2 separate regions of the Ovis aries genome follow, and region 1 is linked to region 2. A link is a contact called in public Hi-C data. All regions are on one chromosome and are shown on one strand. The core of a region is the stretch at or near the end of the contact, and the rest is flanking DNA. Distances in the headings are between cores, read along the strand shown.

Region 1 (7,306 bases), core at 2,795-5,294, 67 kb before region 2:
TTCACATGTAAATTATCTGGGACATAGGGTCCTTCAGTCACTTGTTCATGACACATGACCATTATGTGGTTGATCTAAGACTGAAGCCCAGTTCAGTCTAACTTCCAGTTGTGTTTATATCCACCTTACAATCAAGAAACCAGAAAGGGGGGAAAAAATCAAACAACACAGTGATCTTGCTCAAGGTCATGATGCCCAGGGACCCAAGGTAGGAATGATCTCTAAGAGGGTCTGATAGACCATGCTGAGCAGTTCAGGCCATTCTGATATCCAGAAGGAGAAAATGCAGTTTGGATAAGATAATACCTTTTTTTGTCAAGGAGATGGTAGGCTGGACACTACTAAAACCATGTTATATTAAGTCACAACTTGGTGTGTTTTTCGTCTTTTCTGTGTTCGGTCATGAAAGGAAATTTGTCCAAGCATGGGACACAGAAAAGAATTCAGAAAGATGAGGCCAGGTAGTGGTAGAAGATTTCAAGATGGAGTAAGTAAATGGGTCAACCTGGTGACTTGGATAGATATTGAAAAAGTGCCTAACACTGGGAGAGGATAGTAACGGGTGCTGGCTCCATTCCCAGCTGGACTTTGTCTCACAGCTCTCTGAAATTAGAACAAATATCTTTATGGAATCCCAAAGGAAAGTTTGAATTTCCCAAGGTCTGATTTGCTTATAATGGAATATATACAAGATTTGGGGTACAGGGATTAAAAAATGATTTAAGTTATCCATTAAGTTTCACAAGTATTAGAAAGCATTTTTTCTGAATGTGTGAATTCATAGACACGATTAGTTAGAACAAAGCTGAAGTTTTGCAAATTAATTTAGAGAACAAAATTAAGTTAAAATAGTGTGGGTGTTGTATTGGTAGACTAAGGCATTTCTGAGTCAGGTAGTATATGCCAAGTAAGTCTACATTGGAAAAAGAGGAAATACATGATGGGGACGTGTGGGTGGAATGGTCGGGGATAAGGCTGGGCAAGCTAATGCCACAGGACAGTTGGTCATATGTTAGTGACACACTTCAAAGAACTTCCTCAAGTCACAAATGGGAAACTTGAGGTCTGAAGGAGAAGATAATTATTAACTATCTCATAGAAAGTCACTTGTAGAGCAATGACTGGATCTTGGAGATTTTGCTTCATAATCCAGTATTTATTTTTCTTCTTCTTTTTTTTTTTTTTACTAAGCCAGTTCCTTCTTTAAAAAAGTATTTTGGTGTATAGGAATGATGCCACTACTCAGTTCATTATGCTGCAGTTTCTTCATTTCGGTTCAGTTCAGTCGCTCAGTCGTGTCTGACTCTGCAACCCCAGGAACCGCAGCACGCCAGGCCTCCCTGTCCATCACCAACTCCCAGACTCACCCAAACCCATGTCCATTGAGTCGATGATGCCACCCAACCATCTCATCCTCTGTTGTCCCCTTCTCCTCCTGCCCTTAATCTTTCCCAGCATCAGGGTCTTTTCAAATGAGTCACCTCTTTGCATCAGATGGCCAAAGTATTGGAGCTTCAGCTTCAACAACAGTCCTTCCAATGAACACCCAGGACTGATCTCCTTTAGGATGGACTGGTTGGAGCTCCTTCCAGCCCAAGGGACTCTCAAAAATCTTCTCCAACACCACAGTTCAAAAGCATCAATTCTTCTGTGCTCAGCTTTCTTGATAGTCCAACTCTCACATCTATACATGACCACTGGAAAAACCATAGCCTTGACTAGACAGAACTTTGTTGGCTAAGTAATGTCTCTGCTTTTCAATATGCTGTCTAGGTTGGTCATAACTTTCCTTCCAAGAGTAAGCATCTTTTATTTCATGGCTGCAATCACCATCTGCAGTGATTTTGGAGCCCAGAAAAATAGTCAACTTCTGTTTCCACTGTTTCCCCATCTATTTGCCGTGACGTGATAGGACCAGATGCCATGATCTTAGTTTTCTGAACGCTGAGCTTTAAGCCAGCTTATTCACTCTCCTCTTTCACTTTCATCAAGAAGCTCTTTAGTTCTTCTTCACTTTCTGCCATAAGGGTGGTGTCATCTGCATATCTGAGGTTATTGATATTTCTCCCAGCATTCTTGATTCCAGCTTATTTTTATATTATCTAGGGTTTCCAATTTAATTCAAAAAGTACTTGTTTGGATGATGTTCAATATCTTCATAATTTCATTTGAAAGATATCTACAGGTAGATGCGAATGATTGAAAACATTTTGAAAATTGCCTACGTGATTAATGTAAAATATTTTGATAGAAGAGAGTTGAGACTTGATCTGTGCTTCTTACTGGTAAGAGCAGAGGTGAAGAACCACAGGGACCCAGTTTGACTTGTCATCTGCTGATCCACAGAAGGGCTGGAAACAATGTACTTAAGAGTCTTGCGATGTTGGTTTTTATAACAGGGGAACAATGAAACCTTCTTGCAAGACGTATTTGAAGCTTATAGATAATAAAGAGCACTGGTACAGCTCCAGAAACATAATAGGTATTAAAATGGGTAGGAACAATTATTATGTGTGTGATGGGGTAAGAAAAAGGAGAAGGTATGCTTTGAAATTGTCTCAAGACCAGAAACAGGAAGTATTTTGATGCGGTACCAACAGAAAGTGGATAAATAGGAAGAGAATGATAGGTTTGGGTTTTTACAAGTGTGTTCAGAGCAGCTAGTAAGTATGTGAGTTCTGCTTACATTAGCACCCTTATTCTAGAGAGTGAATCATTTTCCTACCCTTAGAGGTTTTGGTAGTTATGCTATTTCACTTAACATTTGTGCAACATGCTGAGAATTTAAAAGGGAATTTCCTAAGCCAAAATGTAACTCCTACTATCTGAATTCCATGAAACTACAAAGTTGGCAGATCTTAATGAACATTTTTAGCATCTGGGTTATATCAACTTCTCTTGAATCATAAATCTTTTATCATGCCCAGTTTTGGAAAAGAAAAATTTTAATAATATTGTTTACATTTGGCTATATTTCTTTGAATAGAGGGACATTGAGATATAAAACATTTTATGGGTGAAGTGTGAAGCAAATTCACTTGTTTAAGACTAGAGTTCGCAGTAGATTCCTCAAATTTAATCTATATCATTCTTAAAGTAAATACAAATATATTGTTTAAACTAATATAGCTCTTACAAATTTGCAAAGCACTTTTATTTTCACACATAGTATTTCATTTATTTCTCATGACAGTGGTATAAGCGCTAATATTCTCATTTTCTAGATCAAAGTGTATCTTGTTTAAGGTATGAGATTGATACTGTATCAATATCAATAGTATCTTGTTTAAGGTCACACGGCTAATGACAAATTGATCCAGATCATCTGACTCCAAATTCAATATAGTGTTCGCTTTGTACCTCCATTTCTTATTTCCATCATTCTGTATAAGACAAAGCATGGAACATGTTTGTCCTTGCCCTTGAAGGATTCCCAATTTCATTTGGCAGTGAACACACACACACACACGTCCCTGAGTGAAACATCACTATAGGCAAAACATCAATTATAATTCCAGATGCCTCATAAGTGTTTCTCATGAGGTTGTTAACACTAAAAGAGAAAGAGAGCGATTGAGATCGCTTTGAGTTGGCATGGCCAAGGACATATCATAGAGGAAGTAAGAAGAAAGGTAAGAATATTTTTTTAGTAGAAAACCAATCACCTACTTAGGATGATTGTAGTAGTCAGGTTGTCCTCCACCCCCAAGCTCTAACTCTCATCTGTAAACATTCCAAAAGGAGTAGGGCATTGCATTCTTGGCTGAGAATTAAACAAGCAAATGAATCATCCGAAAATTCCACGTTGGAGCAGGTTTTCTTCTGATCACAATGAGAGATATCCATGTTTATGGGCTCACTGCTGACGAGGTATCCACAGTAACCAAATCTGTACTGTCTAAAACGTTTAACATGTGGATACCTTTCTCATATCTGGGCTTCAACAAGCCAAACCCTAACATTTTGTCAATATGGTAAGTGCTGTGGACAGGGAGACAAAGGAAAGAGCACTGAATTAAAATTTTGGAGAACTGGGCTTTACCTCAGAGTTGCAGCAACTGTATGAGTACTATCTTGAGCAACTCACTTCTTTTCTCTGTGTTCCAGTTTCGTCATCTATAAAATGCGCCAAATGGGACCCGCCCAGCCTACCTTTCTGCAAAGAATTAATGATGGAGCAACATATGTGAAAGTACCCTGAAAATGTTAAATTATATAAAATATTACACAAATGTATACATTACTGGATAAGGAAATGGCAACCCACTCCAGTATTCTTGCCTGGAGAATCCCATGGACAGAGGAGCCTGGCGGGCCATGGTCCATGGGGTTGCAGAGAGTTGAACACAACTGAAATAACTGAGCACACATACATTATATTGATATACACTATATGCAAATACTGTGTATTGATTTTCAAGGGATCCTTGTATAAAATGTCCTCCAATTATCTTTTGCAGCTTAGCAAGTACTTAATCTTTTTGTGTCATCACAATTCACAAACGTCTGACGTGCATAGAGATAAATGTGAAACCAGTGAACATAAAGATGGAGTAAAAAAAGTCATTTTCCCATAAGCCTACTCTTCAGTGAAACTGCTGATTGACCTTTTGGGCAGGAGTCACTATATTAAATAAGCTTTCTTAGAATTGTTGGATATGTGGAGGGTTGGAATAGGACTTGGTGAATTAAATTTTTTTTAATGTAAAGACTGAAGAACATCCTTCTCTGAAAACTTATTGAAATAACAACAACCAATTACTGTGTGACACTTCAATCTCTAATGATATGCTATTAAAAATGTTTGAGGGAGAATGGATACCTGGGTATGCATGGCTGAGTCCCTTGCTTTTCACCTGAAATTATCAGAACATTGTTAATCAGCTGTGAAAGTGAAAGTGTTAGTCACTCATTCACGTCTGACTCTAGGCAGCCACAAGGACTGTAGCCCGCCAAGCTCCTCTGCCCATGGGATTTTCCAGACAAGAATACTGGAGTGAGTTGCCATTTCTTCCTCCAGCAGATCTTCCCAACCCAGGGACTGAACCTGGGTCTCCCACTTTGCAGGCAGATTCTTTAATATCTGAGCAACCAAGGAAGCACCAGCCTAATACAAAATAAAAAGTTTAAAGTTTGAAAAAAGAAATGAGCTCTACAGACCAGCCAGAAGATAATACCACTCAGAAGCCTGTTAGAAATGTAAACGCCCCAGCCCTGCCCCAGATTTGTCCCAGAATCTTCATTTTTGACAAGATCCTTGGTGATTTGTACTCACATTAAAGTTTGAGACCCACTAGCCTATGAAACATTATCAGATACATTGCATCATTTGATTCTTGAGACTATTGTTTTAAAAATAGTATGAATACCTTGTCCTCCCCACACCCCCTATTCAAGAGTAAGAGAAGTTAAGGCAGTGACATGGCTCAGTGTGGTAACTGAGGAATTTAGATGTCAGCTTTCTGATTGGAATGTTTGTGCTTCTCCCGCTGTAGGTCTGTTTTGTTGCATCTCTCTCTCTGATATGTTGTATGAAGACCCTTTTTGAAAGTGGATGTAATGTCCAGCAGTCCTTTCTGACTTAAAGATCCACTGATTTATCTAAAGCACCCACTCATGAAACCCTCCCTCATGATACGGGAAACCTCAGACAAGCAGACGAAGAACTACTTCCTTTGGTGGCACGGTCAGACCCTTTTGGTCTGTGCCAAGCTGGTCACAGGGGAAATACCCATTTCGCATTCTTCTTCATTTACTTGGATAACTGAGGTCTTAAATGACATCAGACTTTCTGAGAGATCTTCCTGGGAGTTCATTCTTGGCTGATCTCATCATCAGGATACCACTATTACAGGGTGCCACACCTGGAATTGTGCAAACCCAGTGGCTGACTGGGTTTCTTTCAGGTGCCTCAAGAGCAGGGGTCTTTGGAATACAGAGTTTGCTTGCATTGTAAGGTGAAAGCCTGATTCTAAAAGTGCTTGAAATACACTGTTGGGTGTCCTTCAGCTGTCTCTTAACAGATTCCCGACCTTGTCATAAAACTCATAGGGATAAGCAGTCAACGGGAAGCGGTTTGAAAAGTTTCATCAATAGTGATTTATTTACAGCTGAGAACTGGGGGATTAACTATACTCCATGAAACATAATATGTGGACAAACAATTTTTAAAAAGAAAACAAACCAAAAATGAAAAATCTGAGAACTGGTAAAGACACTATGATTGTGTTTGGAAGCTTCCTAATATCAACTCTAGTCCTATCCAGAAATGAGGTTTTTATTGTCTTTTTTAAGAATGACCTCAGGGAGCTTTCCAGGATGGAGAGACCTGGATCTATAATATATCACCTGCTTCTTGTCTACCCTTAGGATGTTGCGCTGAAGACACCAACAGAATCCAGAGTGCGTTAAGATTCAGTCGATTCTCAAAGTGAGAACTAATACCCAGGTGGCTGTTCCTGTTCATTTAAAGTCAGTGAGCTATTGATTCCCCGTGTATTCTCCACTACGTCTTACTGTTCATGCCTGGAGCCCCAGCAGCTCTGTGATGTGTGCCTGTAACTCGTGCACTATTGTTGTATCTAATCTACAGATGCCGAAAGATCTCTTGAAATGTTCTCTTACCAACTCAACTATTTCAAACCCCGGACATCACTCAGTGTCATTCCTTCCTGAACCTTCCTCTGATGATTCAAATCAAACACAACCACCACTCACAGTTTATGTCTCTACTAGAGCACTTGGGTTTTCTGTCTTAGATTCACCTGCGTAATTGTCAGTCTCTCCTACCAGGCACATCTCAGTCTGTTTTACTAGATGGTTTTTGTTTATGTGATTGTAGAATACCTATTTCTTACTCATTCTGAAACACATGAGTGCAACAATAAATCACCATTTGAATAGGGACATCCCTCTCAGAGTTAAGAGAGAAATGCCAAGCCTTGCTCCTGAAGTTTGGAGTAAGCAAGTTGTATTTATAACCCTCAAACCCTGTGGGTGTTTGAGGTCACCTATGTACCCCAGAGGCTGAATCCAAACCTGTCGAACTTGTTTTCCAGCCTGGATGAAAAGAGTTCTTCACTTCAAAAAGAGGTTCCACCCTTTTGCATTTCATAAAACCTATTATCCCGTTCTAACATAATAGAACACTAGACTTTAAGATTTTTAAAAATCTTCAAGAAACTAGTATTGTGGCACAAGGGGCATAAGCAATCCTTAAAAAGAATAGTAATTACTCCATATTTGAGTCTTACAAAGAAGATGGTTTTAGGGTAGGTACCTTCAAAGCAAAACTCTTAAATGTGTA
Region 2 (6,895 bases), core at 4,043-6,542:
AAATTTGCCTCTACAATATTATTACCACCGATTAAAGCTGTCTTTGGAGAAAATGGTTAGCAAACATTCAAAAAGGTACATTATTTATTGTTCCTCATAGTTATTCCGCAGTACATGGAGAAGGCGGTCTTTTAATTACACTTAGCTAGACTGATAATCTTGAGATTAAAGACTCCCTAAGGAGTTCTTAACACTTGCAACCTGAAAGTATAATTTGAAAACCTACTTACAAAGATCTCCACTTACGAGACAAGAAATGAGTTAGAAGTTACTGATCTACTACAGTGAGGTTAATCAACATAAGCGTAGAAAGACAAGCAGAGACAAGTCAGTGGAATTTTTTTTTTTCCTAAAGCATTTCTAATGTCTTACTACGCAAATAGCAGAACTTCTTTAAATACCTGTCATTGTTCATGCTATTTACTAGCCATATTACTATATTATTACCCTATTATATGTCATAAATAAAGAAGATTTTAATTATATCTCTATCTTTATGCAGTCCCTCTTTGCATCAGTAGTTGCTTAACAAGTATTAAGCAGATAAACTGACCACTGGGTGACTAGAACAAAAATCCTCTTTTTTCTTCTGCAATTAAATGAACTCATCACAGACTGTCACAGAGCTATACTCCCATGGCTTCTTCACTTATTAAACTGTTCACTTTTAGTCAAGTTCAAAGTTTCTCAAGAGTCTTCACTGTTAGCATTTCCATTTGATTGATGTATGAACTGGTGGCCACTGGGTGTGACCTCAAGACTCCAGCACAGTCAATAACTGTGGTCTGGGATAAGGCAGGACTTAACCGCTTTTTAGGATGTTCCAAACATTTTTGCTATCTTTGTTTCTTAAGAGAAACTGTCTCATGATTAAATGTACGCTTCTCTGTTACTTCTGTGCCACTTAGTCATCACTCCAATCAAGGAAGCCTAAACTCTGCCACTTGCCTATGTCCTTTGCATCACTGCAGTTAGTAACAAAGACTGTTGGCACTGAAAGGAATCAACATTTGCACATTATCAATCATCTTAGCTGCATTTCTAGGAACAAGGATAGGGCCTGGCTCATGCTGGTTGAATGGATGAATGAGTCACGGATTCATCTCCCTGTTCCACCCACTCTGCCCTTCTTTGCAAGTGGGGAAACTACAGTCCAGAGAGATCAAGTGGCTCACCATTATAAACATGGCCAGTTAGTGTAGAACTGAGTATTCAAGTTTGCGTCTGGGTTTTGACTTTCATCATTCCAAAAATCAGAACTAATTCTCAAAACAGATCTGAACACAAATGGCCCCTTAAACACTAGTGGTTCAGCAGTCTAGAGAAGTGTAAGGAGGTGCCCTCATCTCTGCCTCTGCGTCAAAGACCGTCCAAGTCAGTGATTTTATTCTTTGATTGAGCCTGACATCATGGTGAGAGTTCTGGGAAACTTCACCGACAACCAATACTCATTAAAGCACACCTACACACATGTGGATTCATGTAAAGCAGGTTGAACAGGCCAGAGGAGCTTATAAACAAATTACAGAATCCTAAGGTTAGATGAGACTTACCGAGAGTCTAGGCTAACCTCCCATTTGTCTGGGACTTGGATTTTCCCTACAGCATTCCTTCAAAATACTTATTTATTCCTCTGCCTGCACACCTCCCACCATGCAACCTCCTGGGGCAACCCAGTCTTTGGACAGCTCTAGCTATTAAAGTTAAGCCAGGAGAAGCAATTAACTAAGCACATGAAATAGGAACTAGCTTGCCAAAAGTTTGAAAAATGAATCAAAACAAGGCAAGACGTACAGTTTAATCAAGAAAATCAACTCTATCTGGCACTCTCTTTTGCATATTCCAACTATCAGTCATCAGTGTCAATAAACATCCATTCTTGGATGGGAGTGAAACTGTCTTAGCCATAGTAAAACCACAATCCATGGTGTATTATTTTTTTTACCCAGGAAGTTCCCCAGTTACATTTTCATAAACTGCTTTGCAAGAACCATGTAAAGAAGCCTTGCTGCGTCTCACTTTTGACATTGCCTTAAGCGCACTGTATCCCTTTAGACACTGCCATGAGCTCTTTGCAGCTGACACCAGTTAGAGAAGGGGAACCAGGGATTTTAACACATCTAGTGCTATAACCTTTATAAATCCCAGAATCTGAGCCCTAAATTGCCAAGTGGGCTCCACTGGCAAAGAGACAAGCTACAATTTTAAGCAACTTCTAAGTTTTTCACCTAAAAGCACTTTGTGGAGTGCAACTTGTTTCAAGGAACACTAATTATATGTACAGATAAGCCCGTTCACCTCTGGATATCACGGTACTAAACCAAAAACAGCCAATGAATCACCTCCCAGGTCTCTACATCAGGTGGGCATGAGCACAACTGTCCAGGTGGAGAAACAGAGACAGGTAGGTCCTCTGGGCTCCATCCAAAGGCATCTAGTGAGTCACTGGCAGGTTGGGAAGTATACCTGTGAGTCAAGGCTCTCTCTTCTGAGAGTCAGTTTTGAGAGAAAGGCCTCAGCCCCACCTTTGATAAACTCTGGCATTAACCAACAGGAAAATAGGAATAGACATGGAGTTAAAAAAAAAAATCAGAAAGCAATCTCCAAAATGGGTAGAGGAAAGGTAGTGTTCCGATCTTCCACCACAGCTTTAAAAATCATAACAGTTATGTTAGGTATAAATGAAAATAAAACATTTTAACACATCTTCATGTGTAGGAATAACCTATTTTGGTATTTACAACATGGATTGATCTGATTTCATTTGGCTGTTTAAGGAAGGTAAGTCTATTTGCACATGTTGAAAATGAACTACTAGTATTTCCCTGGTGGTCCAGTGGCCAAGACTGCACTCCCAGTGCAGGGGAGCCAGGTTCGATTCCTGGTCAGGGAACTAGATCCTACATACCACAAGTAAAAGATCCAAGATGCCCCCCAAAAGATTGAAGATCCTGAGTGGCACAACTGAGATCCAGGGCAGCTGAATAAACATAACTTGAAAGATACTTAAAAATAAGAAAATGAATCATTCTGATCAGAGGAATCAGAGATCTATCTGGAATTGTCCTTACAACCATCTCCATCTGCCAGTTCTTCAATCTGACATGCCAGATGCTGTACAATTCCTTACACGTATTTATCCATCCATGAGGAGATTCGATGATTATATAAAGTCATATACTTAATGTACTCCTTATATTTGGTATGAAAGAATCCTAATATGGGAACTCTGAAAAGCTGAGATGGCAACACTAAAAACCGCCATGTGTACACTGACTCACAAATTCCACAGGTACTCGAGAGTTTTAAACAGATTCGAAACAGAGTGAACAACTCTAAAGGGCATGGCTTTTGACAAAACCACACACAGGAGGTGGACAAAGCAACTGAAGTAAACTTGAGCGACGACTTGAACACTGCTTACCGTCAGCACACAAAGGGGACTGGTGGGCAGGCTTGTTTGTCTAGGCAAAGGCTAAGGAAGCTTTTATTCAAGTTAGTTCAAGTGCATGACAGACACAAGTTCAGGACAACTAATGTCATATCTCAAGGAAGCTACTCTAGCCATGAATTGTTGTTACCTAAGTAAGCAGGAATTTAATGAATTTCTGACAAAACACTCAGAAGTTTTTGTTTTAAAAAACAATAAAAGAAAAAATCCATCCTGTCACTCTTCTCTCCATCACATCTAGGACTATTTCTCTCTACATAATCCTGTCCAAACTTATGAAAGAAAGAAGCCAACATTTGTTACATAGAAATTCCTCTGTGGAAGACAGAAACTCAGAGAAGACCTGCCCTCTCTCTCCCAATCTCTGCATTCATCAGCTGTATCTCCTTAGCTTCATTTTCCCCTTTATATAACGGAGAGAGGTAATTTTGAACTTCTCTTTCTTCTCATCCTTTTTCCACCTGCCACCCACCTTCACTTTCCAAAATAAGACTATACAATCTCCTCCTCTGAAGACTCCTGGTCTGAGAGCTAAACCTTCTGGGGAATCTTTAGAGACTTACTTCTTCAAGGAGTCACTGGAGGGAAAGACTTCCTCACACTTGTTTAGTCCCTCAGTCATATCTGAGAATCTGCAGCCCCATGGACTGTAGGCTGCCAGGCTCTTCTGTCCATGGGATTCTCCAGGCAAGAATACTGGAGTGGATTGCCATTTCCTTCTCCAGAGGATCTTCCTGACCCAGGGATAGAACCCAGGTCTCCTGCACTACAGGCGGATTGTTTACCACTGAGCCACTGGGGAAGCCCCCTTCACACTAACTGGATCTTAGAAGTCAAAAGAATCAGGAGATTCAAACTCAAGTGTGAGAAGACACTAGGTTGAGACAGTCTATGTAGGACTCTGATTTCTTCTCATGATAACTCATAGTAAAGATAGAGAAAAAAGTTATATCTAATAACTGGCATTATCTATTTAATTTTACAAGCTGGAGAAGCTTTCGGACTCCAGATTTTTCAAGGCACATCATTTTCTTGTCCTAACCCTACAGTTCTTCAATTTTCACAGAATCTGAGAATGTCCAGGAAAGGCCTAAGAGCTCAAATTCGAGTTTGGCTCCCACTCGCTCAATTGCCACCCCACTCATGGGTATGTAAGCTGAAACTCACACCTTGAGAAGAGTGTCACCTAGGGAGTTAGAGGAAAAATTAGAGCTTAGGTCTGGTTGGCCCTTTCCCCAAACCACGGTTCCCTCTACTACCTTATGGCGGGGCACATGGTCAGAAGACTTGATCCACTGAAGGTTGACAGACATGTAATCACACAACAGAACCTTTTGATAGCTACTACTCCAAAAGAGAGCCATTTGGGGTTGGGTCCCTGTAACTCAGACAGCAAAGAATCTGCCGGCAATGAAGAAGGCCCGGGTTCGATCTCTGGGTGGGGAAGATCCTCTGGAGGAGGAAATGGCGACGCACTCCAGTATTCTTGCCTGGAGAAGCCCATGGACAGAGGAGCCTAGCGGGCTACAGTCTGTGGGGTTACAAAGAGTTGGACACGATTGAACGATTAACATTACACCACCCTGAGCCACAACTGGGGAGTGGGGAAGGCACTCACTGTTCAGATTCAGCAAGGAGTCGAAGACTTTGCACTGGATCTGCCCGGTGCTCTGCGACACGCACGACATCCACAGCCCCTCGTAGATGGCCTGGGCCGTCACGATGTTGTCACTAGCATAGGAGTAAACCTTCCACTGGGGCAGCGCCGTGCTGACGATGGAGCCGATCCAGCCCAGAAACGCCAGGATGAAGCCCAGCAGCTGCAACCCCGCGTTGGCCATGACTCGCTCGGGCGCCCGCGCTGGCTCAGGGGCAGCAGGTGCACAAGGCGGAGTTTGCAGGTGCTCACCCGGGACTCCCGAGGGTGACGGAGCCTAGCGGAGGAAGTTATTGCAGGTAACCCTGCCCCCTGCGCTGACGTCGGAGAAGCTCTGGGACCGGGTCCGCCTCTTGGTCGGCGCTGCGGTTCGGAGGCGAGAAGCTGAGGCTGCTCCCGGACCGCGACTGAGATGCAGACCCGCTGGGCGCCGCGATTTAAAGCAGCTCCGCCCAGGAGCGCAGCGCCGCCCAGGAGCGCAGCGCCCTCTGGCGGTTTCCGGGCGGGTTGCTGGAAAGCGAGAGGGAGCGCGGGAGCCCGAGATGGGGCCGAACTCTGGCGGGAAGGTTCTGCCAGCCAAGTGGGGACGCGAGAAGGATCAGGTACGCATCGTGTCCCGGTGCTGCTCATTTCCTCTCTTTTCTCCTCTTGCCCTTTTCCTCTGTGAGCCTTCCCAGGCTTTCCGTTCATTCAATCCACATTTATCCAAAAATGACTAAGTATGACTAAACACTAAAAAATGCCAAGATGAAAAATTAAGACCTCAAGAGACGCACAGTTTCGTTTTCGACTTTTTCCTCGCTGATTAAAAGACATTTCTATGGCTCACCACCCCTCTAACCTCCCTCACACACTTTCCTCCCTTTCCGTTCAGCCTCCTCCCCGTTTTCCTTTCCTCCCAATGCCCTTTCTTCCATTCGAGATCTCTCCTAGAATCATAAAAGAAATGTTGATACTTTATTTATTAGGAAACGGAGACCCAGAGAGGAAACGTGATTTCCGTAAGACCATAGAGCAAGTTGATAGCATATGCAGTACTCTGGTTCTCAGCCCACTCTGCCCAACTACATCTTAGCTTGACCGAAATATATGTCCTTTGAGCTTCCCTGGTGGCGCAGCAGTAAAAAAAATCTGCCTGCCAATGCAGGAAAGGCAAGAGGCACGGGTTCAGTCCCTGGGTCTGAAAGATCCCCTGGAGAAGGAAATGGCAACTCACTCTGGCTTTCTTGCTTGGAAAATTGTATGGACAGAGGAGCTGAGTTGGTTATAGATTATGGGGTCTCAAAAAGTACCTCAGTGAGTAGGACTTGACTGAACACACACACCCATCCTTATGGAAATACAGCCTACCCACCCCTACCCCTACACTTGTACACACCCACACCCACACCCAGCCTACCTTCCACCATTCCTACACTTGAACACACGCACACATCATCATCATCACCCTCTTTCTCACAGCACTTTGTCTTAGAGCAGTGATTCATTCTCAGAGGGACCCAGCCACCCAGGCCCCTGCCTCTGCCCCTCCAAAGGGTGTTTCTCTGATGTTATTCATCAGAGGTGACAGCATCTAAAAAGTACACCCTCTCCCCCCACATAGAAAGAGACCTGTCCTGGGATTAGAAGTCCAAGTTCTGGCTTTTGCAGTGTGACTGGATGTGGCCAGAATCTCAGATTTTAGTTTAGTTAGCCTTTACTTTTGCTCTGTGGGTCTCTAAAGCTTCCTTCTTTGTAGTTACTCAGAAGTGTACCTCAGATGCTGTGGTTTGGAATAATTAAAATGT

Evidence for each region. A called contact is a pair of places that touch in the nucleus more often than the background predicts.
Region 1: a Hi-C map of tail adipose tissue shows a contact between it and region 2, with 4 times the contacts expected there. The contact joins the enhancer-like site here to the promoter of CLDN1 in region 2. A contact is called at or near these places in 6 of 16 Hi-C or Micro-C datasets (liver, mixed tissues, omental adipose tissue and 2 more).

The regions. Positions count from the first base shown.
Region 1 is chr1:197,915,994-197,923,299 of ARS-UI_Ramb_v3.0, reverse strand. No RefSeq gene overlaps it. Among named protein-coding and RNA genes, the nearest start is that of CLDN1, 67 kb to the right of the region's middle. Within about 2 kb of position 4,044, at least 3 of the 54 cell types and tissues checked have an H3K27ac peak or open chromatin away from gene starts, as enhancers often do.
Region 2 is chr1:197,850,817-197,857,711 of ARS-UI_Ramb_v3.0, reverse strand. CLDN1 (claudin 1) reads right to left here and starts at 5,292. Exons shown (of 4, transcript NM_001185016.1): 1 at 5,070-5,292. The coding sequence starts at 5,292. It overlaps CLDN16 (claudin 16), which reads left to right and starts at 5,621. Exons shown (of 6, transcript XM_060419381.1): 1 at 5,621-5,710.